2 separate regions of the Sus scrofa genome follow, and region 2 is linked to region 1. Evidence: chromatin contacts called from public Hi-C data. All regions are on one chromosome and are shown on one strand. Each heading gives the region's core, a stretch centred on a gene start, on an enhancer-like site or on the middle of the called end of the contact. The rest is flanking DNA. Distances are from core to core; before and after follow the strand shown.

Evidence for each region. Hi-C and Micro-C count contacts between places; a contact is called where the count stands out from the background.
Region 2: a Hi-C map of omental adipose tissue shows a contact between it and region 1, with 1.5 times the contacts expected there. The contact joins the promoter of PLXDC2 here to the enhancer-like site in region 1. A contact is called at or near these places in 1 of 5 promoter capture datasets (liver), 6 of 47 Hi-C or Micro-C datasets (embryonic fibroblasts, fetal skeletal muscle, fibroblasts and 2 more) and 1 of 2 datasets of contacts at active chromatin or transcription factors (skeletal muscle).

The regions. Positions count from the first base shown.
Region 1 is chr10:53,966,741-53,973,795 of Sscrofa11.1, reverse strand. No RefSeq gene overlaps it. Among named protein-coding and RNA genes, the nearest start is that of C10H10orf113, 320 kb to the right of the region's middle. Within about 2 kb of position 3,060, at least 5 of the 83 cell types and tissues checked have an H3K27ac peak or open chromatin away from gene starts, as enhancers often do. A contact at or near this core is called in fetal skeletal muscle and omental adipose tissue, where this site is marked.
Region 2 is chr10:54,674,524-54,681,578 of Sscrofa11.1, reverse strand. It overlaps PLXDC2 (plexin domain-containing protein 2), which reads left to right and starts at 4,346. Exons shown (of 15, transcript XM_021064961.1): 1 at 4,346-4,489; 2 at 5,272-6,051. The coding sequence starts at 5,940.

The DNA of each region.
Region 1 (7,055 bases), core at 1,811-4,310:
TTTTAAGTGCCTCCTGCTCACAATTCCATCATCCCTAAGGGATAGCCCTTGCCTGAATGGTCCAGGGAAACATTTCCTTCCATGTGGCAATGTGGGAGCAGAGAAGCAAAAAGAGAGATGGAAAGAGAGCAGGTGCCGCATCTCTCTCAAGGGAAGGTTCATGGACACCCACTCAGCTCTGCTCTTAGGTCCCGTTTGTTAGAATTTTGTCACATGACACATCTAAGTGCAAAAAGCCCAAAATCTGATGGGCTTTGGCTTGACCAAAGTTTATTTCACTCTGGAGGAAGAGGAAAAAAGATATTTTGGGACAATCAGCAGTGTCTACCACACCCTCCAACAACTTCAGAAACAGGTAGAATTAAACTCATTGACCATATGGGGAAACTACGGTTCACAATGTTTAAATAATTTGCCTGTGGTCATACATCTAGAATGCGAGAATGCACAAGAGCCACTACCTAAATTTGAAGTTTTTATACTGAAGCCTTTTTTTTTGGGAAACAGATTAAACCATTTATTAAAACATTGTCTGATAAACTTTTTGAGCCAATGCTACCATGGTAACATTTTCCCCTCATTAACATTCCACCCAAAACAGTTCAATTACAAAACAATACAACCAGAACTTGAAAATACTTCTGTCGTTTACCACTCAATGACCGAAGAGTGAGGTGAGTGGAGATCTAGGTTTTCTTGATGAGCCAAAGACAAAGGATGATAACCCAAAAGACAACTGAAATCCTCCTACACACTGAAGGTTAAGTTTTATTTTACCATATTCACTGGTCCAAGCCTAAAATTCTCATTATATCAAATAAAGATTTCGTGAATCATCCTCTCTGCCAAAAATAAATATTAGGAGCAGATTAAAGATAAGAGTTGGATTTTAAACTGCACTTGAATTATTAGAGAAATGCAAATCAAAACCACAATGAGGTACCACCTTACACCAGCCAGAATGGCCATCATCCAAAAGTCTACAAACAATAAGTGCTGGAGAGGGTGTGGAGAAAAAGGGATTCTAGTACACTATTGGTGGGATTGTAAAGTGGTGCAACCACTGTGGAAAGCAGTATGGAGATTCCTCAGAAAACTAAACATAGAACTACCATTTGATCCAGCAATCCCACTCCTGGGCATCTATCCAGAGAAAACCACGACTCGCAAAGACACATGTACTCCAATGTTCATTGCAGCACTATTTACAATAGCCAAGACATGGAAACAACCTAAATGTCCATCGACAGAGGAGTGGATCCAGAGATGTGGTACAGATACACAATGGAATATTACTCAGCCATCAAAAAGAATGAAATACCAGCATTTTTAGCAACATGGATGGAGCTAGAAACTATCATGCTAAGTGAAGTCAGCTATACAATGAGACACCAACCTCAAATGCTTTCACTGACATGTGGAATCTGAAAAAAGGACAGACGGAACTTCTTTGCAGAACAGATGCTGACTCACAGACACTGAAAAACTTATGGTCTCCGGAGGAGATGGTTTGGGGGGTGGGGGGATGTGCCTGGGCTGTGGGATGGAAATCCTGTGAAATCAGATTGTTATGATCATTATACAACTACAAATGTGATAAATTCATTTGAGTAATAAAAAATGAAAAAAAATAAAGAATCTAGGAGGAAGAAAAAAATAAAAAAAAATAAACTGCACTTGACTTGTTACTATAACATTATCTTTTTTAAAAAAGCTGATCAACCATAAGCATGCAAAAAGCCTGCTTCTAAATGGAACTGCTTCCATGGCCCCTTGGATATCAGTCAGTAAGTTACAAAAGCTGTTCAATGTATAGTTCTCTTTTTTAACAGTGCTTCTATGCAGGGTTAGATACAAGTACCACACAGGTATCAAAGACCATCCTTAATAAATTACCATTTTTTTTTTTTTTTTTAGGGCTGCACCTGCAGCATATAGAAGTTCCCAGGTCGAATCAGAGCTACAGCTGCCGGCCTACACCACAGCCACAGCAACTCGGGATCCGACCTATACCACAGCTCAGGGCAATGCCAGATCCTTAACCCACTGAGAGGGGCCAGGGATCGAACCCCCATCCTCATGGATCCTAGTCGGGTTTGTTAACCACTGAGCCATGAAGGGAACTCCAAATTATCTTCTTAATTGTAGAGAATTTCCGGGGGGGGGGGGAACCTGAAAAAAGGCTAAACCATGGCTTTGATGAGTCTCAAGGACCACAGATCCATCACGTCCTATTAGAAGACTTAGCCCCCCTGGAGAGTTCTAGCCTTCACAGGACACTCGATAACAAGACCCCACAGGGCTCCACACAACTGCACCAAGAATACCTCCACCGCTGCCCGTGGCTGATTCTTTGGACCACGCGGTCCTGCTGGCACACAGGGCAACTCTTCTGGTGCACCCAGAGACATGCAGCAGTTGTGGAAGGAATGGTTACATTCCACCACCCCCCCCCCCCCCCCGCCGCCACAACACAATCCTCCCGTTTTCGGCTTAACATCTAAGCCAGGCATCCCTCACCTGGACCCTGCAGACGGCGGCGCACGTGTCGCCCTCCACGTCCCAGCTCCACGTGGCCACCGCGTTCCACGTCTCGGAGGGAACATTTTGCCGCCTCCCGACGCGGTCCCTGCGCTCCCTCCGACGGGACGCGGAGCTCCTGGGCGTCTTCCACGTCGCCCTCGGAGGCTGCGGAGGCTGCGCGATGCCGGCAACGGAGACGTGAGGTCGCAGGAGGCGGGCGACTACGGCGGCTCCCTGGGGCCGCCCGACCAGCCAAAGCGCCGCCGGCAGACTGCAGGCCACCGTGGGGCCACGATGCCCCCCACCACACACACACTCCAAAGATTATTATTTCCTCTCCCTGTTCCCGTAAGAGTAGACTGACATTGGTGTAAAGAACTGGCCCGTCTTCCAGCAGCGGTATGACGGCCTTGGTTTTCGGGATGCTATGGGGAACCCACGTCGCCTTGCTCTTCTGTCTCCCTCGCCGTTGGCACCAGCCTCATACCATCCCATCACCTGCTTATTGCCATTGCTACTAATCACTCTCTACTCTTCTCTGGACCCGCTCTGATTTATTCTCCACTCAGCAGAAGGGGGGCTTTTAAATTAAACCTCAAGTCTCATCGTTTTATTTCACTGTTGAAAAACCTTTAATAACTTCTCATTGTTCTTGGGGATAAAGACCAACCCGGCCACTGAGGTTCCCGGGCCTTGCGCACTCTGGCCCCGCTGAGCTCCCAGCTGCCTCGCTCCTGACTCTCCTCCTCCTCCCTCTGGGCCACTCTGGACTTCGCGGACACCCCATGGCTCCTCCTGCCTGGATGGAGGCCTTGTAGCCATGCCCTTCAGGCCATTCTCAGTCTCTTCCCCCTAGAGCCCTGTCAAATCCGAAAAAGAAATTCTTCATGATTGTATTAAAAGCTTGTCGTTAATTACAGAAGAATGAACATACCGGCAATGTTTACTCTTCTCACTCAGGAGTGGGGTTCTCCACTTATTCATACTTTCGTATCACTTAGCAGAGTTCTATAATTTTCTTCTAAGATCCATTCAGTTCTTACTAGAATTATCCTTAGGTTTTGTTGCTCTTTGCGACTGGAGTCTTTCTTCCCATGCAGAGCGGGATGCGATCCAGTTTCTTTGTTTTATTGAATCTATGTTTCTAAAGCAGAGACGACACAGAGGAGAAAAGAGCAAGTCTTTCCACCTACAGTTACTTACATGCACTCACCTGTTTAGGCGATGATTTAACGATAACTGATTGGCATTTTCACTGGTCTTGAATTCAGTACAATTTCCCCTTGATGTTACCACTAATGTGCCAGGCAGTCCTAATTTTAGTTTTCTTCTTGCTTGGGCATTCTTAGGTACTCTAGTAAGAATTTGCAAGAGTCACCTTGGGAACTCACCAAATTTCATTGTGTAGCAAATGTTTTGTTCTCACGGCGTTTTCAAACAGGTCCCGGCTCTCCCAGAATACTTTCATGGCTATGTGTATTTTGCCATATTATCCGCAGTGATATCTTGACCGATTGTGCCAAACATTTTCCTAAAACCAAGAAATGCTCATTCTGTGTTACTCCTCTGACCTCCCAGCTCAGTAAAATGCTTTCATAAAAGATGAGGTTAGTCTGGCATGAGTTATTCCTGGTGATTCCATGTCTTCTAGAGTCAACACATTCCTTTCAAAGTGTTCATAAGACATCTGCTTTAAATTCATTCTATAATTTAACCAAACATTGACCGAAGTTAGTAGTCTGTAGTTTCTGGGGTTCACCCCTTTTCCTAACTTGTAACATTTACTTGACATTAACTTTTTGATTCTTGTTGTACATGATTTTTTCTTTAACAAATTACCAGTCGCAGTGTAATCAGTGACTCCCTGATTACATATTTGAATTCCTCCAGCACCAGGGAGGAAACTTGGCTGCACCTGAAGACGTAAACTTACGGCGTGAATTAAGGCTCCCTCTCCATTTCCAGACATTTGTTATATAGATTGTGCTCCTCTGTTAGAATCCAGGGACTCTCCAGAGAACCAGCAGCTGTGGGGATGTTCTTGTCTTTACCAGGAAAACTGTCTTAAACCCGCACAGAAAATAAAGTGTTTTCTGACTTGGAATCAACAACGGCATCCAGACTCATGCAGGCGGGGTTCACTCTGGATGCTCTTCCTGGCTTTGAAATTTCTGAGCTTCATCGCCTCCCTGTTTCCTCTTGCCAAAACTGCCCATGCGCCATGCCCATTTTGAATTTCCACCTCAGACTTCTGGATTTATGTCTTGTCCCTAATGCTTGAATGGGACCTGGCATGAGGGCCTTAGACACATGCCCCTGTCCTGCTGTATCTGGATGAGCCATCCCACAGCCAGCTCTTAGGTCTCTATGCCACACCCCCTCTGGCCTGCCCTGTCCTCACTGCCAGTAGGGGTTCCACTGTACTTTCTCTCCATGGCGTCACTCTGGGCAGCAGGGGCCCCAGGTGTCTTTCCCAGGCTCCATGTATCTTTGTCAAGCCAGCATGCTCTGCAGACTGCATGGCTCTACTACATCCCGGACTAAGGTACCATTCCCCACCCACCTCCTCCCTGGTCAATTCAGTTCTTGTCAGAAGATGCTGTTTGGCTTCTTTGCACCACACAGACTGGACCTGGCCACATGTTGAAAATTAATAAATGTTTATTGAAATGATTTAAGTAACAACGATCTCTCTGCCTTCATTTTGAGGAAAGCTCTGTAAGTTTTGCAGCTGCCCATTTTCACAAACCAGGTGTATTCTCCTGAAGCACAGGAGATCCATTTCGGCTCCATTCATGATCAATGCTGAGACACAGCTCTCTCTCCCACTGTCCTCAGCCCCTTCAACCGATGTAATTTCGACCTGGACACTCCAGCTGTGCTCAGTGTCCTTTGGGCCCACTGTCCTAGTGCCCAGAACCTCCCTGACCCCCAGGACGGGACACACTCATGGAAGTCATACTGTGGCTTAGCCAGGAGACTCCAGGTATCATGCAGGTATTTACCTGCTGTGGGTTCAAAGGATAACAACCAAAGGTATCAGAAGTAAGGCAACTCCCAAGATCCAGGGGAAAACACAGAAGCTGAGTGAGACATTCCTGTCCAGCCCCACAGGACTGCTAGACTCTGATGCATAGGACACGCATTTCATTCCATTGCGTAGGCTTCTGGTGGGGACCAGACTATGCCTCACTTTATGAGCCCGTTCCACCCATTCTCCCACCCCACCCTCAGATCAGCCAAGCGATCTTCAAGATATCATCAGAAGTTCTCCATCACTAGAGTAACTGTGGATAATCAGCAGGATATTAGGTATCGTAGCTTGTTGGCTTTTATTTGCCAGTAAGGATGTGAGCAGTATAAAAAAATTAACTCATTTCTTTTTATAAAAGAATATATAATTTTATCAAATAATTTAAAATCATTTTATTACATCTATATAGTAAGTTTATGAAAGATGAGCTCTTATCTACTAATTACTCACATATTCAATTTTAGCCTAATCTACTATAGCCAAAGGTACTCAGAAACAGTACACAGCTGCCCTCTTGTGTCACTTTAATATAATTAAACCTACTAGTGTTTAAATACTAGGATTCAATTAACCAAGCATTTTTAAAGGTCACCATGTATCACTATTTTTCTACTTCTGAAATTAATATTCTAAATGGTAATTTACAAAGCACACTATGTAAAAATCTGCCAGCCCTATCGATTACACAGAACTTACTGGCATAAATATCTAAATATTTTAAAAGTAATAGAATTATTCTACCCAGATCTTCTCCTAACCCAATACCTAGGAGCCTTTACAGGCCTTTGTATTATCTCATCATATTTAATTAGTGCTCAATTAATATTTAACCCGCTCTTATTGAGTGCATGGATTTGCACTCATCTTTTGTCCTGGCCACTCAATGGCCCCACAGAAGATGAAATGGAAGAGGCTTCTCTTATAATATTTGACAAGAGCATCCCCACAGCGGGCCACTCTGGTCTCTGCTGCCACTAAGCACATAGTACGAGATAAGTTCTGTGCAAGGTTCTTTTACAAGCAGAATATACAGAACATGCATGAAAGGGAAAGCTTATCTCTCCCGAACAGATGGAGAAACCCCAGCACAGGAGTTAGGGAGCACCTTCAAAGAGCTGAAGGTGGTGTCATTCTTTAGACTGGACCTGCCAACCTAGACAACAGCTCTTTCTTTGGCTTCCCTCCACCCCGATAAACCATCTCCATGAGTTCCAGGTCTGTCAGCCACTCAGCATCCTGAAACCAATCTGCTGAAAGTGAGAGGAAGCTTAGACAACACAGGTAAGTGCATCATCAGTGTTGACACGAATGGATGCTCTGTTTCCTCAGTAAGCTGTTGTGTTTCCTTAGTAAGTGCTCCACGCTTCTAGCTCTGTATAATGCGTTTCTATGTTTAGAAAGAGTGGATATAAAGGCTGAAAGCAAGCCATATTGTTTCGGGGAAATCAGGGACTGCACTTGCACAGGTCAACACTGACTTGGTGACTACGCACCAGGA
Region 2 (7,055 bases), core at 3,097-5,596, 710 kb before region 1:
AGGGACCTGGAGCGAGGCCACAACGCGCAGACCACACAGGCCGCCATCTTAGCCGATCGAGGGAGGAAGGCGAGGCTGCTATTTATAGGCGGAACTGACGTCATGTCGGCTCATCAGTTACCAGGGAAACCAGCAGCGGGGGGGAGGGGGCCCTCCCGCAGGCCCTTTACAGCCCCTCAGGTTAACAAGCATCCTGAGGGCAGAGCTTTCCCTTTAACAAACTAGCCGGTGAGCCAGAGGATTAGAACAATCACTAGCTGGGGCAGGGGGTAAACGCGTTCACCTGAGTGGGTAAAAGCAGGGACGGGTGGAGCAGGGGATTTACAAAAAGCAAGAGAACAGCCATCTTAAGTGGTCTGATCATGCAGGAGTGTGCAATTCCGTTTTAATAATTTGCTGTCTACTATTTTGAGGCTTCTTGTTTTTTGTTTGTTTGTTTGCTTGGGTTTTTTTGTTTTTTTGTCTTTTGAGGGTTGCACCCATGGCATGTGGAAATTCCCAGGCTAGGGGGTGTAGCCGCTGGCCTACACCACAGCCACAGCAACCCTGGATCCTTAACCCACTGAGTGGGACCAGGGATCGAGCCTGTGAACCTGCATCCTCATGGTTACTAGTCAGATTCGTATCCGCTGAGCCACAACAGGAACTCCCTCTGCTATTTTGAGTTTTACATGTTTTGTGCTTTGGTATTTACAGGTCAAAAAAAACCCAAGAAACTTTAGCTTATTAAAACTCAGAAAGAAGACAGTGTAAACATTTATGCCATTTAAGTACAACATATGATTTCATTATGAATGAGCCAAATATATTAATTTCATCTAAATAGTAAATGTAGTATTGATATTAGGACAAAAGGCATTATGCTAAATGTTAAATATCCTTTAAAAAAGAGTGATAAAAAAAAAAAAAAAAGGAGTTCCCGTCGTGGCGCAGTGGTTAACGAATCCGACTAGGAACCATGAGGTTGCGGGTTCGGTCCCTGCCCTTGCTCAGTGGGTTAACGATCCGGCGTTGCCGTGAGCTGTGGTGTAGGTTGCAGACGCGGCTCGGATCCCATGTTGCTGTGGCTCTGGCGTAGGCCGGTGGCTACAGCTCCGATTCAACCCCTAGCCTGGGAACCTCCATATGCCGCGGGAGCAGCCCAAGAAATAGCAACAATAACAACAACAACAACAACAAAGACAAAAAAAAAAAAAAAAGAGTGATGTTAGCTGTTAGGTGAATTTTTAAAAAATTCTTATTTCATTTAAAATATTCATAAAAATTTTACTTGAGATTATAAAAGAGCAAAAAGCTGATATATTTATCAACAAGATGATGAAAGTTGATTCTGAGAGCAGACAGTAGCCAAGGTGAAGAAATGAGTCTTGTAATTGGGTACCAGAGGTTGAAAAAAATTGGCCCTATCAAATGAGGAGGGAGAGGAAATGCTATAGACCTAAAAGAAAAAGTCATGATATTAGTTTAGGACTGAATAAAAGCAATCCACTAATACTAATTTCTCTTTCTCTGAAGCAATTGTAGAAAGTGTTATTAAAGTGAATAACTATTTTCTGAAATAATAAAGAATAGGTTTCAATAAATACTAACTACTCACAGCCTGTATTACATCTCATGATGTTTTCTTGAGTATCCTGCTAGCCAAGTCTCCACTTAGAACAAGTCTTTGGAAACACAGCTATGACAGAGTTGGAGGTGGCATGAGATGGATAATTGTAATTACCTTTATGCAGGTAGTATTGCACTTGGAATGTGTAAAAATGGCTCTTTGAAAGTTGGTATAGATAAGAGGCTGCAAACAGGTTTGACATCTGTATAGACATTAGCTCAGGTGCTTATGCCACCCGGGGTTCTCTAAATGGTGAGAATGATTCTGATATACAATTTTAAGATCTTAAAAGACAGTGTTCACTGAATTCCAAGATCTTTTGTTTTGTGTAGTTTTTTAAAGTTTTATTGAAGTATAGTTGATTTACAATGTTGTGATAATTTCTGCTGTGCAACTCCAGATCTTTGCCATGAACAGAGAACTCAAGTCTTGCTTCTTTGTGATTCCTAATTCATTTGTTCCTTGAGAGGTTAGCTAAAATTAAGCCAGTGAGCAACAAGCAAAACAAACAAATGTCCCAGCTTTTAAAAACTATAGTCAGTAGAAACAAGCCTCACTCATGATAACTCTTCTCTCAAATCAGATGGAAGATGAAACTTCTACCACAGAAACATCTTAATTTCTCTTCATGAAACTGAAATAGACTCTTCTGTAGTGAAATGTATATGGCAAACTCAGATCACTTAGGCCACAAAGTACACGACTTTTAATTAGCCAGGATTACATGGGCAGTGGACTTTCTATTTCACTCAGAACCTACCATCCCACATACATTTTTGTTACTTGTTACTTGCTGTAATGTAAAGGAAAAGTAATTTCTTACAAGTAATTATTGTTGACCTTTAAGGCAGTGTACCAAAGCTTAACTTTATTATGATGTTCTTTCTTACTTTGTTCTGAGCACTAAGTCATCATGCATGATTGATTTTTGCTTTACCTGCCTCTTCTCCCATACTTAAGTATTTCCTATGTGTGCGGCTCTTCAGAATAAGATGAAGATATGAGCGAAATGCAACAGCACCAGTGAGATAGACAAAACACATCAAAGCCCCTCAGGACTCACTCTGAATTACCACTTGCCTCCCTTTGAATTTTTGGCATCCACTTAGGTACACAGCTTCACTCAGGAGGGCAAAGCATTGCTGACAATAAGCAAGAAAAAATAAACACTGCTAATTGGCACATCCAATAATAAAGGGGAAAAAAGAAAAGAAAAGGATGGTGGAGGAGGACTTGTTTCTTCTCAGAGAAACAGGAAACACCCATTTTTCTACTGTGAAAGCTGAGGGGAAAAAGCCAAACTGAAAGGAGAGATGCTTTTTTGAAATGGCTCCTGCTGGGCCCCCATAATTTTGCATATAAATGGGAAATAGAGTAGTACAGAACATTTTGGGAAGGTTTATGCAAAGGTTCCTGAAGTCGTGATGTCACTAGGGATATAGACCAAAAAAAATGGCATTAATTAAATGACAATCGGGGTTGATTTTGATAGAGAGATTCAGTTTTCCAATTTAATGTTCATTAGGTAACTACCTCAGGTACTCACCTTTGGATGTCATTGTTACATAGAACTTGAAAACTTGGTTGAGCAGAAGTTAAAGAACCAGTTTTTTCTAAGTAAGGTGAGGAGGAAGGAATCAACTGGTTGAGAAAAAGCTCAGGAGATTAGCAAAGAGCATTAAAAAAGTGTTGTATGCAAGGCGTGTGTGTGTGTGTGTGTGTGTGTGTGCGCGTCTACAAAATAAACAGTAAACTGAATACTGCATTGAGGAAAACATGTTACACTTCCCGTTCTTCTTCTCTTCAGCTAAGTAACCATGAGAGAGGCATTCTTTCAGTATCAAATTAGCATAGTAGTTTGAGTATCAGGGCCCACTTCCAGTGGGCACTGAGATCAAATTAAGGTGGTTATTGATGGCACCCATAAATTTTTCAAAGCATGCCGAAAAGTGGACAAGACTGGGAGTTCCCATCGTGGCTCAGTGGACGTGACTCTGACTAGCATCCATGAGGTTGTGGGTTTGATCCCCAGCTTTGCTAAGTGGGTTAAGGATCCAGTGTTGCCGTGAGCTGTGGTGTAGGTTGCAGACAGGGCTTGGATCTGGTGTTGCTGTGGCTGTGGTGTAGGCCATCTGCTGCAGCTCTGACCCCTAGCCTGGGAACCTCCGTATGCCGAGGGTGTGGCCCTAAAATGACCAAAAAAAAAAAAAAAAAAAAAAAAGGTGGACAAGACCAACAGGACCTTTTGCACTTAGAAGCACTGAAGCGAATTCTTCATTTGATTTAGAACACCCTCTCTCTTCTTCCTTCCCTCTCTTTTCTTAATTTAAGAAACCTGAAGTCATGTACATTGCGCCAGGAACTGGTCTCAATTCCTTAATTATTCAGTATTAACTCATGTAATCCAATACAACTTTATAAAGGCATAACTACAGTTCTCCCCATTTGATGGTTGGGGAAGCGAGGCGCTAAGAAGTTAAGGAAATTGCTCAAAGTCGTACAGCTATTTAGTGAGGGAGGTGAAATTCCATCCTAGTCTGGTGCTAGAAATCTGTACTTTTTAACCAATATGCTTTCATTCCGTTCTCTGCATTTACCCCCTGAAAAATAAGGTCAACTATGTAAAATAAGATGTAAAGTGTCTAGAGGGCTGGAAAGGGTTAACGCTGAAGCACTTCCGCGAGCTGAAAAAACAAAAACAAACCAGCCAGCAAAAGCCTGTTAAAGCCCCCGGTGGAAATTCAGGGGGCCTTCTGTTCCTTTAAACTCTCGCTTTCGCTCCCGCTGACACTTCGCAGCGGCCGCGGCTGGACCAGGCTACCGCGCTCCCTTCGTCCTTCCACCCGCCCGCGGGTCTGGGGTCCGAAGGGGCTGCGCAGGGTCGGTATCCGAATTGGCTCGGGTTTGCTTTCTTCACACCCCAACCCCCGCCACACACATCCTCCCGGGAATGGCGTACTGGAATTAACCCTTTAGCGCCCAGGAAGCCCCCACTGGCGCCGGGCGCCCGCTGGGTCCGCTGCAGGGTCCGCTGCTGGGCCGCGATTCCCCGCAGGCGGGCGTGCGGGCGGCCCAGGGCCAGGGGCTTGCGGGCGCCGCTGGCCGGGCTGCAGGGGGTGCGAGCCCGGTGCAGGGATGGCGCCCGGGCGGCGCAGAGGTGCAGTCCGGCGCTCCCCGCCCTCCGTGTTCGCCTTTTCGCCTTCTCTGCTGGCGCTCCAGGCCGCCGGCTGCCCCGGGCACGGCGAGCTGGAGTTGCCCTCTCACTCCCCCCTGCTTCGCTCCCCCGGTTTAATCTCTCGGCGACTCCTTTGCCAGCCCCGAGGAAAGTGCAGCCATTGGACAGGTCGGTGCGAGCTGCCGGTTTCGGGAAGGAAGGTGGGAGACGCCTGGAGGAGCGAGGGGGAGGGAGGAGGGAGGAGGGAGGAGGGTGCCGCGGCGGATCTGGCAAATTGCGAGCTGCCTTCCCTCCCCAAAGTGTGGAGCAGGAGCGCGGGGGAGCGCGGCGGCGGCGGCGCCTCCTCCGCCACCAAACTCCCGGGCTCTGCGGTGCTTGGGACCACCTCCTCCTTAGCCGGGAGGAACCCTCTCCCAATAGGTTTCAGCCTGACTTTTTCCTCCTCATTTCTTTCTTCTTCACCCTCACCCCCTTTTCTCCCCTCCAGTACATTTTTCCTGCCTCCGGACCTCAGACTGCTGCAGCTCGAGCCTTCCCAGGGGCTGCCCATCCCTCCGGCTGCGAGCGAGGACGCACGCCCTGCATCGGGCGAAGAAAAGAAGAAAAACTTGTCGGAGGGGTTTCGCCAGCCCACAGTAACCCCCTTCCCGCAAACCCGAATCTTCCGCGGGGCCATCCCAAGACTGGGGAAAGTTCCGAAAGCCCTCTCGGATTTGGAGGAGGCACCCTAGCTGACTGTGGAATTAGATCTGTTTTGAACCCAGTGGAGCGCATCGCCGCGGCTCGGAAGTCACCGTCAGCGGGCACCGGGGTGGCGCTGCCCGTGCGGAGCGGAGAGTTTGCCAGCTCCGGCTGCAAGTGGCCTTTCGCCTCCGCAGTTGCTAGTCTGTGTCTGGAGTGAGGGCTGTGAGTGTTGTGGCAAGTTGTGAAGAGAGACCTGGAGGTCCGGAGAAGACTGCGCTCGCCTCGCACTTCCTTTTTTCTCTTCTTGGCTCCCGGGCGTGAAGTCTGAGCGAATTTTACAAAGGCCTCTGCGTCCTGCCGGGACCGGTCCGCAGCGTTCGGCCCCGCGGTCCTCATTCCCAACCGGAGCCCCGGAGCCCCGGGCGCCCGGGAAGGACTGGCGGGGAGGGGGAGGGAGGTCGCGGCGGCGGCATGGCGAGGTTCCCGCGAGCCGACCTGGCAGCTGCAGGAGTTGTGTTACTTTGCCACTTTTTAATGGACCGGTTTCAGTTCGCTGCAGGGACGCCTGGAAACCAAGTCCACGGTAAGATGCACTTTCGCTTGTTGCTTTTCTGCCCAGCTGGAGACCTCTCTGGCACCCATTCTCAGCCTACCCTCACTTCATCTATATGCCCTTGGCAAAGTTATTGCAATTGCATTTCGAGTAAACTTGGGCTCGTCATCATCTGGGGAAAAGAAGGTTGGCTGAATGAGTTGGGTGATAGGGTCTGGGGGTTTTCCTAAGGATTTCGGGCTTGCTTCACCTGAGCTGCAGGGGGTGGTAGTGACTCCCCCAACGCGTCCAGAGAGGACTGTGGAAGAGCAAACCTTCCCTGGGTACCTCGCCTAGGAGCTGGCATCCTGGGCTGTGTCCTCTCCGGCTCCTCCCCCTTCCCTGCTGCCAGGATAAACGGAGCGAGTGCGTGATGGGGGCAGTGGGTGGGGGCTTTGGTGTGGCAACCGGTGATTGCAGGGCTCCCCTCTGCTGGAGAAAATTCCCAGTGGCCGCACCTTCCTCCCCGGGCAATCCCCACCTCTGCTCCCTCCTTGCAGGGCAGCCGCTGAAAGTGGGGCGGGGTGGGTGCGGCGGAGCGCCGAGGAGGGAGAGAGGTGGGGTGGGCGCGTCTCTGGAGACCAGCCCCTGGCCCCATTGTCCTCTGCCGGTCGTCTTCGAAGACTGCCTGAACGTGCAGGGGGTTCTTCCCTGTGGCCCTGGCCTCCGCCTATTCCCGGTGGCAGCACCTCCTGCTCGAGTTGCTGCTCCAGCCAGGTGCGCGTCCAGCCCGGAGCCGCGACCCCAGGGGTCGAGCGCGCAGCCCGCCACGCCGCCCTGGGCCCGGGGCCCACTGGCTCCTCCCCGCGCAGCGCTGCTGAGCCCTGGCTCTGCTGCCTTCCTGTGCTCGGGTGCCTGCACCCCATTTCTGCCCCTCAGACTTCGAGAGGAAGTGAATGAGCACGAACCCTTGGAGGGAGAAGAAAAAGGAAATACAAACTTACTGATTAGAATAATCAAGGTTTTGTTTTGTAATTCAGAGGAGGGGACGTGGT